Regions from separate parts of the Mus musculus genome. Here region 2 is linked to region 1. The links are chromatin contacts, called in public HiChIP or PLAC-seq maps. All regions are on one chromosome and are shown on one strand. Each heading gives the region's core, a stretch centred on a gene start, on an enhancer-like site or on the middle of the called end of the contact. The rest is flanking DNA. Distances are from core to core; before and after follow the strand shown.

Region 1 (6,488 bases), core at 193-2,692:
CTGGTGTTACTCTTGATGACATCTACCTGGGACCTGGGACTTGCAGCTTGGCTTGGCTGGCTCACCTGTGGAGCCCCAGGGACCTGCCTGTCTCTGCTGCTACAAGCACTGGGATTACAAGAGCGTATCACCTTGTCTGGCTTCTTACATGGATGCTGGGGTTTCAAGCTCAGGTCTTCACACATCACCAATTGATTTGTCTCCGCATGCCCCAGCTTTGTGCAAGTTTTTATGTGAACAGAAGTTTTCAAGACCTTTGAGTAATACCAAACCATCAACAAGATCACCATCATCGTCATTATCGTCATCATCACTGCTATTAATTGATTGAGACAGGGTCTCTCTATGTTGTGCTGGCTGACCTGGGACCTTGTGTAGACCAGGCAGGCCTCAAATCCACAGATATCTGCCTGCTTCTGTCTCCCTAGTGCTGGGATTAAAGGTGTGGACCACCTCTGCCCAGCTAGCTTGGCTGTGCATGGGTGTGTGCTAGTATCTCACCGATATTTGAATTTGCATTTTCCCCAGAGCCTTGCTGTAGAGTATCTTTATTTGTCATGAGTAGATCATTGGTGGAGTGAATGCCAAGGTCTTTGATCCTTGAAATTGAGTTGGTTTACTTTATTTAGATAAAATATTATTTTTGGACATTTTCATACATATATAGATTTTTATTTTTACAATAGCCTTTTGAAGTTGCTCTGAGGTAAAAATATCATCCTAATTTTATTCCTAGGTTGGAGTGGTTAGCAGTGCCTAGGGATAGCTTGCCTTAGGTATACCCAGGTGGCCAATCTCTCTTGCTTCCTCTTTCCTGCATCTGGGCCCTTTCAGTGGATCACCAGGTGGCCTGTCCCCCCACCCTTCCACTCTAGTTTTTCTGAACACAGCTGAGGACATGATACCAGTTTTCTGCTAATCCCAGACAGGGTTCCTGGAATCAAGGTGGGGAACCGAGGACACCTCAGAATAACCCAGGGCCCTGGCTCAGGACTCCACCCACAGGAAATCCCCTGCTCTGTGGCCCCCGAGTGTCAGTTTTGAAGGCTGCTCAGCCAGCCAGCCATGTATTAGGACCTGCTCAGGACTTTTCTGGACCTTTCTCTGAGGCTGACAGTGAGTGGCCATCCGTGAGTGGAAGTGGGCTGTAAATTCTTTTGACGGCCACGGCTTTTGCTTCCGGGGAATTCCATTCTCAGTCTATAAAGCCCCCACAGACATCAAAACGTGCTTTCTTTCTTTCTTTAAAATTGGGAAGTTCCTTACAGCTGTCAGAGTAATGAGTGTCCTGTTTCCCTTATGACTCCTTTTTACCCCCTGGGCTGTCCCGTTCAGCCCACTCCCCACAAGCCATAACAAGAGTCACCATTAAAGAGTTGTTAGTTTCAGTTTCTGGAGGGCAAACTCTGACTTCCTTTTACATTGTTTTAGTTCATTGCTACACATGCGAACAATGCAAAAGCAGGCCTTCCTCTAAATCTGGATGAAGTAGGCAAAGCCTTGCGGCACTCACAGAACTGCCCACCTGGGTGCGTGCGGCACAGGGCCGATCGATCTTGCCTCATGGTCCGTGGACCACCGAGCATCACCCTCTCTGCCTTGACTCCCAGGCCTGCTCCCCTAACCTGTAAGTGTGCAAACTGGCTCACCTGTTGGAAGAATGGAGTCTGAAGATCCCACCCCTGCCCCTACCGGCAGAAAAGTGTGCTCTGGGGTCCCAGTTTGCAGAGCGTAGCCTAGGGTTGAGAAGTATCTCTAAGGGCAGAGCTCTAGCATAGCAAAGGAGCCAGAGGGACCAGAGCAGGTACCATCTACTGAGAGGTAAGGGGTAGAGTGCTGGGGTTACCTTTCCTCGCCCACCCAGAGAGAACCAGTTACCATGTCCCCTTTCCCTTGCAGACATGCAGACTACATGAGTCGCAAAGAACAAAGGTACTGTTCGGAAGGTCATTTCCCCTCCCCACGCAGTGAATAATACCATACTGTATGCATAGTTCTGCAACTGCCTTGTGCTCGCTTAGACTGAACTGAGGCCTTTTTTCCACATGATTCTGTGTTTTTAACTGCCACCTGGTACCCCGTGGGTATGACTATACTGCCGTTTCTATAAAGACAGGAGTCATTGCTTCAGACCGGGGGGTTTACACTACTATATCTACTATTACACGTGCATTCCTTAAAAATGCCGCGTGCCATAAAATTGCTCACTGAAGGTAACAGCATAAAGCCTCGGAATTGGTCAGTACTGTAAAGCCCACATGGCTTGGCTATAGAGCATTAACAAGACTAGTAATCGACACTTCAGGAAAGCAAGCAGCACTATGTGAGGAGACTGCCTCTGGGGACATTAAAACCCATACAGACCACTCATGTAGGAGCTGCTCTGCAGGTGTCAGGACCATGAGCCAGGTGGGCACAGGAGGAAGTGCAGGCTACCTTCAAGGATGCTCTCTTTGGGGAGTGAAGCCCGGTTGCAAGGCTGCCTTTGCTATTGTCTTAAAATGGAGCAGAAGGAATTCTTCCTGCACAGGAGTCAAGCTGATGGCTTTTCCCTATCTGCTGCTCAAGTATCAGGGTGTCTCCCCCCCACCTCTGTGCCCACCCTTCCACCCCCTCCCATCCTTCCCAGTTTCCGTGCCTGCCTGCCTCAGTTTGTAAAATGACCATCTTCTTCACTGCCAAGGTGGCCGAGCTCTTTTTCCACAAATCTATTACATCAAGGTGACAGGCATGTGGTACACACCTGGGAAGTGTTTGAGGCAAGGGAAGAAGGGGCGGGGAAGGAAACGGAGAGAAACAAAAATAAGCAAATACAATAGTTTTGGTGGTGGGGTTTGCTGATCTGCCATTTGCCAATGTGGAAACTGCTGAGCTGCAGGCTATCTCAGATCTGCAAGTAAAAGGTGCTCCAAGCCGCATGGGAGAGCTGTGCCTCAGCTGCCCTCAGGCCCTGGGCTGTGTGGGCTCCCGAGGTAAAGCCTACCTAGTTGGAGAAATTAATATCAGGTGCTTCCCCCACAGTGGATTTCCCTACCTTTAAGGAGGAAAGATTATTTAAAATCTTGTTTGAATTTTGTGAAGTGGAAATTCCCCTCCGTGTAACTTCTCACTTGCCTCAGTCTGAGGGGATGCATTGTGTTAGGAGGGTCTCTGAGGGGGTGCGTTAGGAGGGTCTCTGAGGGGGTGCGTTAAGAGGACTGAGACCCCGAGCATAGAGTGGCCGTAGGATCCTCGAGCGATCATCCAGCCCATTCTTTGAGCTTCTCTTCTGGTCTCCTTGGGAAGGCTTGTGGATGGCTTTAGCTTCAGAGATGCAGGGGGTGGGGGAGGGGAGGTAATGGTCCTGATACTGCTGAGTTCAAGAGTGCCGGGACATTCTCTAACTTCAAATCCACAAGCACCGTCTCCTTCATGCAGTCCCTTCTACTTTGACTCTCTGAAGGCCTCTCAGGAGCGTGCTTGCTTGCTTATGTGCTGGGGAGAAAGCCAAGGTCCCTGAGCATGCCAGGCAAGTCTTTACCATGGAGCTCCATCTTCAGCCCCCAAAGTATGCTCAGAGGGGTTCAACCTTTGGGGATCAAAAGACCCTTTCACACAGGCTGCGTATCAGATATCCTGCACACCAGATATTTACATTACAATTCACAACAATAGCAAAATTACAGTTATGAATAGCAATGGAATGACTTTATGGTGGGGGGGGGGGTGCTCACCACAATATGAGGAACCATATTAACAGGTTGCAGCGTTAGGAAGCTTGAGAACCACTGTCTTAGGATGTCTGTGTCTTGCTGGGTTTCAGGGCAAGAGATAAAGAGTAACCTGCCAAGGGCCAACACCACTGAGTGTGAGGAAGACTTGAACCCAGATCTTCTGCTCCAGGGAAAGTCATGAGAGGTCGGCAAACATTTCCACTTCAGAACAAAGCAAGAGGGCATCTTCCGGTGTCTTACATACGTGGGCAAACTAGATCATGGTGTTAATAACCCTTCAGGCAAGTGGCCAAGTACAGTCCTTCAAATCCCAGGGAGACTTGGATATACCAACAGCACTGTTCCATTCTACAATTTAGAAAACAGGTTCAGCAGATTTAGGAAACCTGCCCAGTCTCATAGCAAGTAGGAGTTCACACCAGGATTTGATCCTAGGTCCATTCACTTGGAAACACCTCGTATTTTACACAGCATGAAGTATGGGGTTAGAGGTATAATGTGAAGCCGTCCACTGAGCCCTCCTCTCAGGACTTATAAATGAAGTCACAATGTGTGGTTAGTCTAGTAAAAGCAGTCTTTTTGGTGTGTCTGACCAAGACATCATGATTCTGTGTCTGAAAACCTGGGGACTGCCAGCAAAATTCCCCCTGAAAGCAGATGCACAGAGCCTGTTGGGAGGCAAAAGCAGCAGCTAGTTCCCAGAACTGAATGTAGGAACCTGTGACCTTTGATGGTCTCAGGGTTTGTCACAACAGCCAGTGACCATGTCCTTTGGTGAAGAATTTTGCCATTCTTGTCCCAGAAACCTGGCAAGGAATCCCAACTCAGGGATCTGGTTCCTTTGGGGGCAGCTTGGCCAAAGACTGTCCTGGAGGAAATGCTTCTTCTAATATGATAGTATCATGGTGACCCTACGGGTTCCTTTCTTTTGAGAAGTGTGACTATCAGGGGTACAGTGAGGTGTCTTCACCATTTGGCTACATGTCCTGAGTTACTGAATTATGTAGGGACAAAGAACCACTCCGCATAGACACGGATTGCCCACGTGAAGCCCTTATAAATCCTGGTGCTAGGCTTGTGAGTCTCCATCCTTGAAGGAACACACTCTGCATTCACGTTTCCCAGCTCTGAGAGGCAGCAGAGGATGCTCAACTATTCCTTTTGGGCTCCGGACATCCCCACTGTCTGCCTTTTGATTCCTAGATCTTATCTTCCTAAAGCAAAAGAGAAGAAGGCGTTAAGGATGGTTACAAGGGGAAGATCATGAATGATATAAATTGAACAATGAGTAAAGCTGGAAAAGGGGCAGGAAAGGGAGATTTGGTGGGATTATTGAGCGCCTGGAGAGGAAGACTGGCAAGATACAGGGTGGAGTTTGGAATGGATGACAGGAGACTGAGAATATGTTGGGGGGTGAGATTACTGGTAGCAACAAAGTCTACTGTACAACCAGCCATGGGAACAGATAGCTGGGAAGGACCAGAGGACAGGGTTATTGGAGAGAAGGTATCCAAGCAGCCAGGCTTACTTCATTTAAAAACCTTCATGAGTGCGGGGATGTGGGAAGGACCAGAGTGCACGAATGAGCAAGGAACTAGAATCGCAGAGGGATAAGAGAGTGGGTGCCAGCCATGCTAGAGGGTAGAGATATATGTGTGAGTATGTGCAAGAACAGGAGCTCTTCCTTGTTCTGAGGGTAGATTGAAAGAAGAGCCTCACACACGCCTGCCAGAGTGTTTGTCACCAAATGCCTGAGGACAGGCAATGTGACAGCGGATGGATTTACTTTGGCTCACGGTTCAAAGGATCACCTTCCCTCTTTGTGGGGACAGCACAGCAGTGGGCATGGCTGGGTCCACAGCTCCAACCAGGAAGCAGAGAACAGGGACTACCAGTGTTCAGCTGGCTTTCTTTTTGTTTTATTTATTAAAGAGGAAATCTGTCCAGGCACCCAGCTCCTGGATGGTACCTGTCAAAATTAATCACTTTGGTAAGAGGGGTCTAGTCCCCAGGATTCTGCTTGTTAAAGAAGCTGCAGTTCACTTTTCCTTGATATGTTTTTGACTCCTTTGACAAACATTGGGAGTCCACAGTTCTGCTGGCTTATTTCTGAATCCTCTACTGGGCTACATGATTGTTTCCATCCCAGAGACATGTTGCTTTGTTACAAAGGAGTTGTTCTTCCTGTGGAAGACTCTGTTGGTTATGTGGAGTCTTTTATGTTTCTGTGTGTACTTTAGGGTTGTTTTGACTAGTCCTGTAAAAAAAATGCCATTGGAATTTTGGTGGGGATTGTGTTGAATCTGTGGAATCCTTTGATTCCCAGCACCCATTGTGGCACACAACCACCTGTAACTATAGTACCAAGACACCTGATGACTCTTCTGGCCTTTGAACATTGCATGCATGTTATGCACAAACATACATGTAGGCAAAACATCAATATACATACAAAATGGAATCTCTCCCTCCCTCCCTCCCTCCCTCCCTCCCTCCCTCCCTCCCTCCCTCCCTCCCTCTCTCCCTTCCTTCTTTGAGACAAAGTCCCACTGTGTAGACCAGGCTCACCTTAAACTCACAGAGATACACAACACCTGCCTCTGCCTCCCTACTGCTGGGAGGCCTGTGCCACCATATCTGGCCACAGCTGTATTTTTGTTGACATTTGTTTCTCATGTGTGATGTTGGGTATGGAACATAGGGCCTCAAGCCTACTTCCACTGAGCCATCTCCCAGCTGTGGGAGTGTGTGTGTTCTGTTTGTTTGTTTAATGTA
Region 2 (6,626 bases), core at 2,534-5,033, 90 kb after region 1:
AATGAAGCAATCTGAACCATGTTGTCCCACATCGCCTTTCTTTGGAGCCTAAGTGTTCTCTCTTCTCTACCTTGTCCATGTCCTTTCTTCAACCTGCACACACTCCTTCACTGTAAGAAATCTTCCCCTGGTGGAACTCATGCCACTCCCCCCAGCCCCCCAGGACTTTACCTAACCCCAATCAAACATCTTATGCCTGACAAGTAAACAGGCTTCAGTTGCATTTAAAGCTACCAGGAAAGGCAAATGGAAACTCTTAAAGACAGTTTTAAATCACCAGGGATGTGGCTGGGCAGGTGGTAGCCAGACACTCTCCAGTTTTTCTGAAGCCAGCAGGAGAGTTGTGTTTGCATTGGAGCAAGAAGTATCTGCAGTTTTCCCTAAAGCTCCCCTAGAGGTAACTCTGTTAGGGCACTGGCAACACTGGTCATAAGAGGTTACACAATAGCCTTTTTCTGGGCTTTGAATGTAAGGCTCTCTGTACTCAACCTGCAGGGATGGCTACTCCCATATCCATCAGGATGATGCTTAGCAGTCCATGAGCACACTACCCTAACATTTGGACCACAGTAATAGCATTATGTTCTGCCAGGTTAGTAGGAAACGACTATCATATTTAACTTACAGTGTCACAGATCGCTCTAGGGCTGTGTGGGGCTGCCGCAGACACTGGAGGAGACCAAGTCCCCTGCCTTGTTTGCATGACCCTCCTATAGTTTCCTCTCTACCCATCCTTCCTGATTCAGCCTGAAAGATATGCAAAGGCTTCCGACAATTTTTAGGCAAGACTCCAGCAAATGCATTTTGTATCATGATCTAGAACACGCACAATCATACAAGCACATGTATTTTGTGAAGCATATGCATGCATGTACTTTGAGGTCTTCTGTTCCATTCTATGGTCACCTATTCCATCTTTCAGTGTTAATGACTCTCACTCTGAAACCCGAAGTCTGAAAGGCAATGTTCTTCACTGCTGATCTCCCCCAACAATTCAAGCTGCTCTCCACTCCCTAGGAACGAGCTCCAACATCTTTATCACAACCAACCATCCCATGCAGCTTCAGTTCGGCCAATCAACTGAGCTGTTGACACGTCCGGCACCTGACTACTGTGCATGTCGTTCCTCCTAGCCTACACATGCAACAGAAAACCTCTTTCCTTCCTTGTGGGGCATTGCAGATGTGGTCCCTCCGAGAGCTGTTTTGTGCGCCCCAGCAGAACCAAACTTCATTATGTTTCCATGGTCTTCAGGAATTCTTTCTTTCTTTCTTTCTTTCTTTCTTTCTTTCTTTCTTTCTTTCTTTCTTTCTTTCTTTTTTTTTAATGTAGCACAAAATGACTGCATGGCCCTGCTCATGTGTGAGAGAGAATGAGACAGAGACAGGGAGAGACAAGAGAGTGAGTGCGCATGAAAACATGTAGATGAATGCAGAGGTCAAAGGTCGACTGATGTTGGGCATCTTCCTCGATTGCTCTCTTCCATCTCATTTTTTTTTCTTTGAGTCAAGGAACTGAACTGGAGTTTATTGATTTGGTTAGTCAAGGTGGCCAGCAAGTTCTGGGCATCCTCCTGTCTCAGCTTCCCTAGTGCTGCAATTACAAATGCTAGCTTTTTACCAGGGTGCTGAGGACCTCCTCGGGGTCCAACTGAACCAATTCCCCAGCAGAAGGAATTAAAAAAAAAAAAACCCTTTCCTTTGTGATTATGGCCCTTTCTTTCCTTCAGCTTGTTCCTTTCCTCCTACCTCAATAAATGCCTCACAGAAGCAGGGAGATCTGAAGGGGTGAGAAAGAAATTGTCCCGTCTGGTTTGGCTTCATTTTCTTTACCAAGGTCTACAAGCTTGTCCAAGGTGCAGCACAATCCATTTGACTCAGAGGATGTTGGAAGGAGCTAGCTGAGGTGGAGACATGAAGATGGGGGTGGGGTGGGGAATGGTGGCCAGCTGAGGGGGCCAAGGCAGGGCAAGCTCCAATGTGAAGAAATGAAGGAAACAATACTGATTCCCAGGCCGACATGGAAACCTTGTTACCAAACAAGTGCTCTGTGGCAGTCTCAGCTGATGGGCAGCAGACACCCAATTTCTATCCATCTGTAGAATGGGATGAACAATTTGTTACCACCATCTACTTAAAAATAATGCTGAAGGGCTGGCAAAGATGACTTGGGAAGTGGGGGTGGTAAAGGCACTGGCTACCTAGTCTGATGACCTGAGTTCCAGTTCCAGAAATCACAGGATGGAAAGAGAGAAAGTTGTCTTCTGGCTGCCATAAGCAGCATCTCAAATAAATAAACAAACAAATAAATATTGTAACAAGCAAACAAACAAAAACTTCAACATAAATAACTGCCTAAAGAGCCCCGGTGTTCAGCAGTTCTAAAGTAATGGTGTATATATTTAATCATGGAGATCAGGGCTTGGGGAGGTCAGGGGATGTTAGGAAGGCAATGGGATTAACACATCTTTACAGCTAGGGAAGAGGAGACCAAGGCAGGCTAGTGACCTGCCCATGGTCACAGCCGATGAGCAGCAGAGAACAGAGCTTTTTATGGCAAACCACGCTGGTAACACAGAGAAGCACCCTGTGCTCCCATGAAATGCAAGGCTTTAAGGGCTCCACTAAAGCCCCCTAAAGCAGGCAAAGCACTGCCGCCTGCCTTGTCTTCCGAGGGAGGCTTCCCAAGCTAGCAGCCCTGCCCATAACGCTCTGCCACATGCCACATCCACTAATGGTCTCTTCGCAGTATTGTGGCCGTTACCAAGTGCCTAAGCTATTAACTCACCAGCAGCAGGTGCCAAATTGCCTCTTCTTCTGCACAAGATGTTCATTTAAAACCAAATTACACGTAAATCCTCAAGTGCCTGCTTATTTCCTTCAGCCTTTAGCCTTTTTTTTTTTTTTTTTTGGTGGCCCCCACCCCCTTCACACCCGGCTGCTGGATGTCTCTGAGATGACACGTGGCGTCTCTCCGCAGTTGTGTAGTGAGAAACCGGGCTGTGTGAACCCCAAGCTCGTGGGCTTCCCGAGGGGCACAAATAGAACTGGAAGGATGCTTCGGGACGCTTCCACATCAACTTGACCCTCTTCCGTGGAAACTGAGGCCAAGAATGCAAAAAGGGCTTGCCCAAGCAAGCTGGAAAGACCAAACTAGCATAAGTCTTTTGCTTTGCCAAAGAGGAATCTAAGCTTAGAGAGGTGGTAAGTGACCACCCCTATGCTGGATCCAAGCCTGGAATCTGAGAGGGCCAAGAGGCAGCCCTGGGAAGCAAGCCTTCCTGCTGTCTTATGGCGCTGCGTCCCCTGAGGCCTGGGTGCCCCCTGGCCCTTGTGTGCAATGCTGAAGTCGCTATGGGGCACGCGATGGGGGCGGTGGGGGGAAGAGGGCTAGGGTCCTGACCCTGCAGAAATCAGCTTCGAGGAGGGGCCCCACCTCAGAGTTAAAGGGGCCTCTGGTTGGGGACCCCGGACAGGGTCCGAATGCCTTCCCCCATTCAGTAGGATTATCCCTTTTGAATTGTTGGGGGCGGAAAAAAAAAAAAGCTACAGCTAGCGAACCCTGCCTGACAACACCGAAGGAATTTTTCCCAGGGATCAGCCGAAAGCTGACTCACATTTAAAGACTTGCCCAAAGTGGTCATGCCCCTCTGAGCAAATACCACAGGCATGTAAAACCTCGCTCCCCGCGGCCTCCGGCGGCCGCCCATTGGAGCGGCGCGGCGCCTCTTGGGCCACGCTCAGCCAATCGCAGCGCCGCGGCGCCGGGTTGCTAACCCGGCTGCGGGTCGGCGGCAGGCGCGGGCCGGGAGCTGTCACCGCTTGTTTCCTGTCCCGGGGGCGGGCGTGCAGCGGGTGGGAGGCCCAGGCTGTTTGTTTAGGCAGGTAAGGCCTGCTAAGGGAAGCAAAAGATCCAAGGCGGAGCCACCTACCCGGGAGCCCGCCGTAGGGCCTGGGAGAGTGCAGGCTTCAGGCAGGCTAGGGTGCATTCCTGGGCTGCCGCCCCACGCTTCCAGGGGCCCCGGTCTGGGCGACCCCTCTGCTATCAGGATGCTTGCAAGTCCCGCTCCCATTAGTCATTCCGTGACATCACCACCAGAACCCCAGCAGAGGGCAAGCCGGCCAGGGTATCACCCCAAAGAAGTGAAAGGGTTCTGGCCTGGCCACTGCCTGATCCAGGAATCAGCGTGCCATCTTCATTTGAGACAAGGCTGTTCTCTCCTAGCCTTGGCTGGCCAAGAAAGAATTCACCCTACAGCTCAGGGAGGCCTAGAATTTGTGAGGGCTTTTTTTTCTACCCTAGCCTTTAGAGTGGAAGTGCAGGAAAGATTACAGGCATGAGCCCTTTATGCCCGGCACAACCGTAGCTCTTGTCTTCTGTCAACCTAAATACATTTTTTTGTTGTATGGGGTTGTTTTTGAGATAGTGTCTCGTGTGTCCCAGGCTGGCCTTAAATCTACTGAGGATGACCTAAAATGTCTGATCCACCTCCCGGTTGCTGGGATTGTGGGACTATACAGTTAACACTTGGTTTTATGCAGTGCTGTGGATCAAACCCAGGGTCTCCTGCGGGCCAAGCAAGCGTGTCACTGAAGACCTAGAGCTCCCAGTCCTGTTTGCTCATCTCTAAAATGAGATATGTAGGCCAGCCCTCTTCCCAGGCCCTGGCTCAAAGCCTGGTTCTTATCTGGAGTATGCAAGGAACGTTGAGGTTTGATTCCAGTCCCTCTGTTCCGATTTCCCACAGAACCCCCCAAGTGCTTTCTTATTTGGCACATGGCATCTAGCCATTGAGTCAAAACAGAGGGTCCTCTCTTCCCTTCCAGCCTCCCTTCTGTCCAGCTGTGCAGCACAGTTTCATATCCCCTCTGCTTGCCTCTAGCGTTTGCACCACCTGCCCCATCACTTAGACACACCATGTTTCTTCCCTTGTCTGTTTTCCAGGTCTCTGCAGAAATGGTCCATTCTCTCTGTGCCTTAATTTTCTGTAGGTCCCGTTGCTGTCATTTATGTGGCATCCCAAACCACAATTGTAGTTTCTTCTGTTAGACAGGATAGGAACCACTGTTGGTTTGTTTTGTGCACCTCTTTAGTTCCTAGCATGTGATAATTATTAAATTGAAGTTATTTTTAGAAAGAAAAGAAAAAGTCTGAGAAGCAGAGCCTGGTTGTAGAGGTAAAGGGTGCTAGAACCTGGCTCTGCTCCATCGTTTCTGTTAGAAAATTAGATTATTGAATAATGTATCTTGAGGGGAGTCACAAATCAATGCTCAAACATAAGCCTGTCTCATGTGGATAAGGTAGCTTTGTTCTTTCCAGATGGGTAAAAGGTCCATTCATTTATTCGTTCTGCAAGTATGATGGGACATCTAACCTAAGCCAAGCAACCCAAAGGTAAACAAACTTCTGTGGAGAGCAAGGCCCTTCTTGAGAGCCTAGAGATCACTCGCCATCCAGAGCCTCCCTTGAAGCAAGTCGTCCATCTGGATAATTTGTTCTTTTCATGCCCAAACTGAAGCAAGCTTAGCTTGATCTTTGTCTTAGGCTAAAAGATGGATTCCTCAACACACAATGCCGTGTGTGTGTGTGTGTGTGTGTGTGTGTGTGTGTGTGTGTTTGTGTCATAAATCATAGCTAGTTTGGGGCCAGCCTGGGTTACATGAGACCATGTTTCAAAAATCAAAATCAAAAACAAACAAACAAACAAACAAGTATATTGCCAATGTTCCTTTAGATTAGCAACAACCCTTCTAAAGAAGGGTGCTCGGGGCAGTAAGTTCTATACATGACATGAGACTTTTTCTGGGTACCATTCTCTTGGCCAGGATCTAGAAGCTAGCTGACCCTAAGTACCCATAGACATGCAGACCTGCTCACACCGCTCCACCATACCACCAGCTGGCTGAGTGGAGCCTGATTAGAAGGGAGTGAGGAGCGGTGGCCCTTGGTTGAAGAAAGAGCACTCGGCATCTGGTCTTCCTGAAAGCTTTCCTACAATGAAGAGTTGGTTGACCTATCCCCCCACCCTCTTTGGTCAACTGATGTGCTAGGTAGGGCATGTGTTGTGCACATGAGCTTACAATAGGGAAGAAAATGAGCTGTGGTCTTTGGCCTCAGAAGCTTATAATCCAAGCTAGGCCTGGTGGTACAAACCTATTATTTCAGCATGTGGGAGGCTGAGGCAGGAGGACTCAGTTCAAACCCAGCTGGGGCTACAAAGCAAGATCCTTGATAAGATAAAAGAAAGCTTGCACTCCAGTGTGGGAAAGACTGGTATAACCCATCTTTTTACCAGTCCAACTAAACTCCAACCAACTGTACATCTATAATCACAAACGTGATTATATAATCACAAGGCGTGACCACATCAGTGTATAAAACCAAACCAAGGGCTGGTGAGATAGCTCAGCGGGTAAGAGCACTGACTACTCTTCCGAAGGTCTTGGGTTCAAATCCCAGCAATCATATGGTGGCTCACAACCACGTGTAATGAGATCTGATGCCTTCTTCTGGTGTGTCTGAAGACAGCTACAGTGTACTTATGTTAAATAAATAAATAAATAAATAAATCTTAAAAAAAAACAAAAAAAAAAACCAAAAAACAAAACAACAACAACAAAAACCAG

What was found. HiChIP or PLAC-seq counts read pairs in DNA pulled down with a chosen protein or histone mark.
Region 2: a contact with region 1 is called in an H3K27ac HiChIP or PLAC-seq map of thymic regulatory T cells, with 1.8 times the contacts expected there. The contact joins two enhancer-like sites. A contact is called at or near these places in 1 of 15 datasets of contacts at CTCF or cohesin (large pre-B cells), 8 of 484 Hi-C or Micro-C datasets (CD4 T cells, CD8 T cells, LSK cells and 3 more), 5 of 115 datasets of contacts at active chromatin or transcription factors (CD8 T cells, bone marrow-derived macrophages, microglia and 1 more) and 2 of 9 other capture datasets (embryonic tail and embryonic trunk).

The regions. Positions count from the first base shown.
Region 1 is chr6:127,238,934-127,245,421 of GRCm38.p6, forward strand. No RefSeq gene overlaps it. Among named protein-coding and RNA genes, the nearest start is that of Gm38404, 66 kb to the right of the region's middle. Within about 2 kb of position 1,443, at least 87 of the 459 cell types and tissues checked have an H3K27ac peak or open chromatin away from gene starts, as enhancers often do. A contact at or near this core is called in CD8 T cells, bone marrow-derived macrophages, regulatory T cells and 1 more, where this site is marked.
Region 2 is chr6:127,326,653-127,333,278 of GRCm38.p6, forward strand. No RefSeq gene overlaps it. Among named protein-coding and RNA genes, the nearest start is that of Gm52919, 8.8 kb to the left of the region's middle. Within about 2 kb of position 3,784, at least 227 of the 459 cell types and tissues checked have an H3K27ac peak or open chromatin away from gene starts, as enhancers often do. A contact at or near this core is called in CD8 T cells, bone marrow-derived macrophages, regulatory T cells and 1 more, where this site is marked.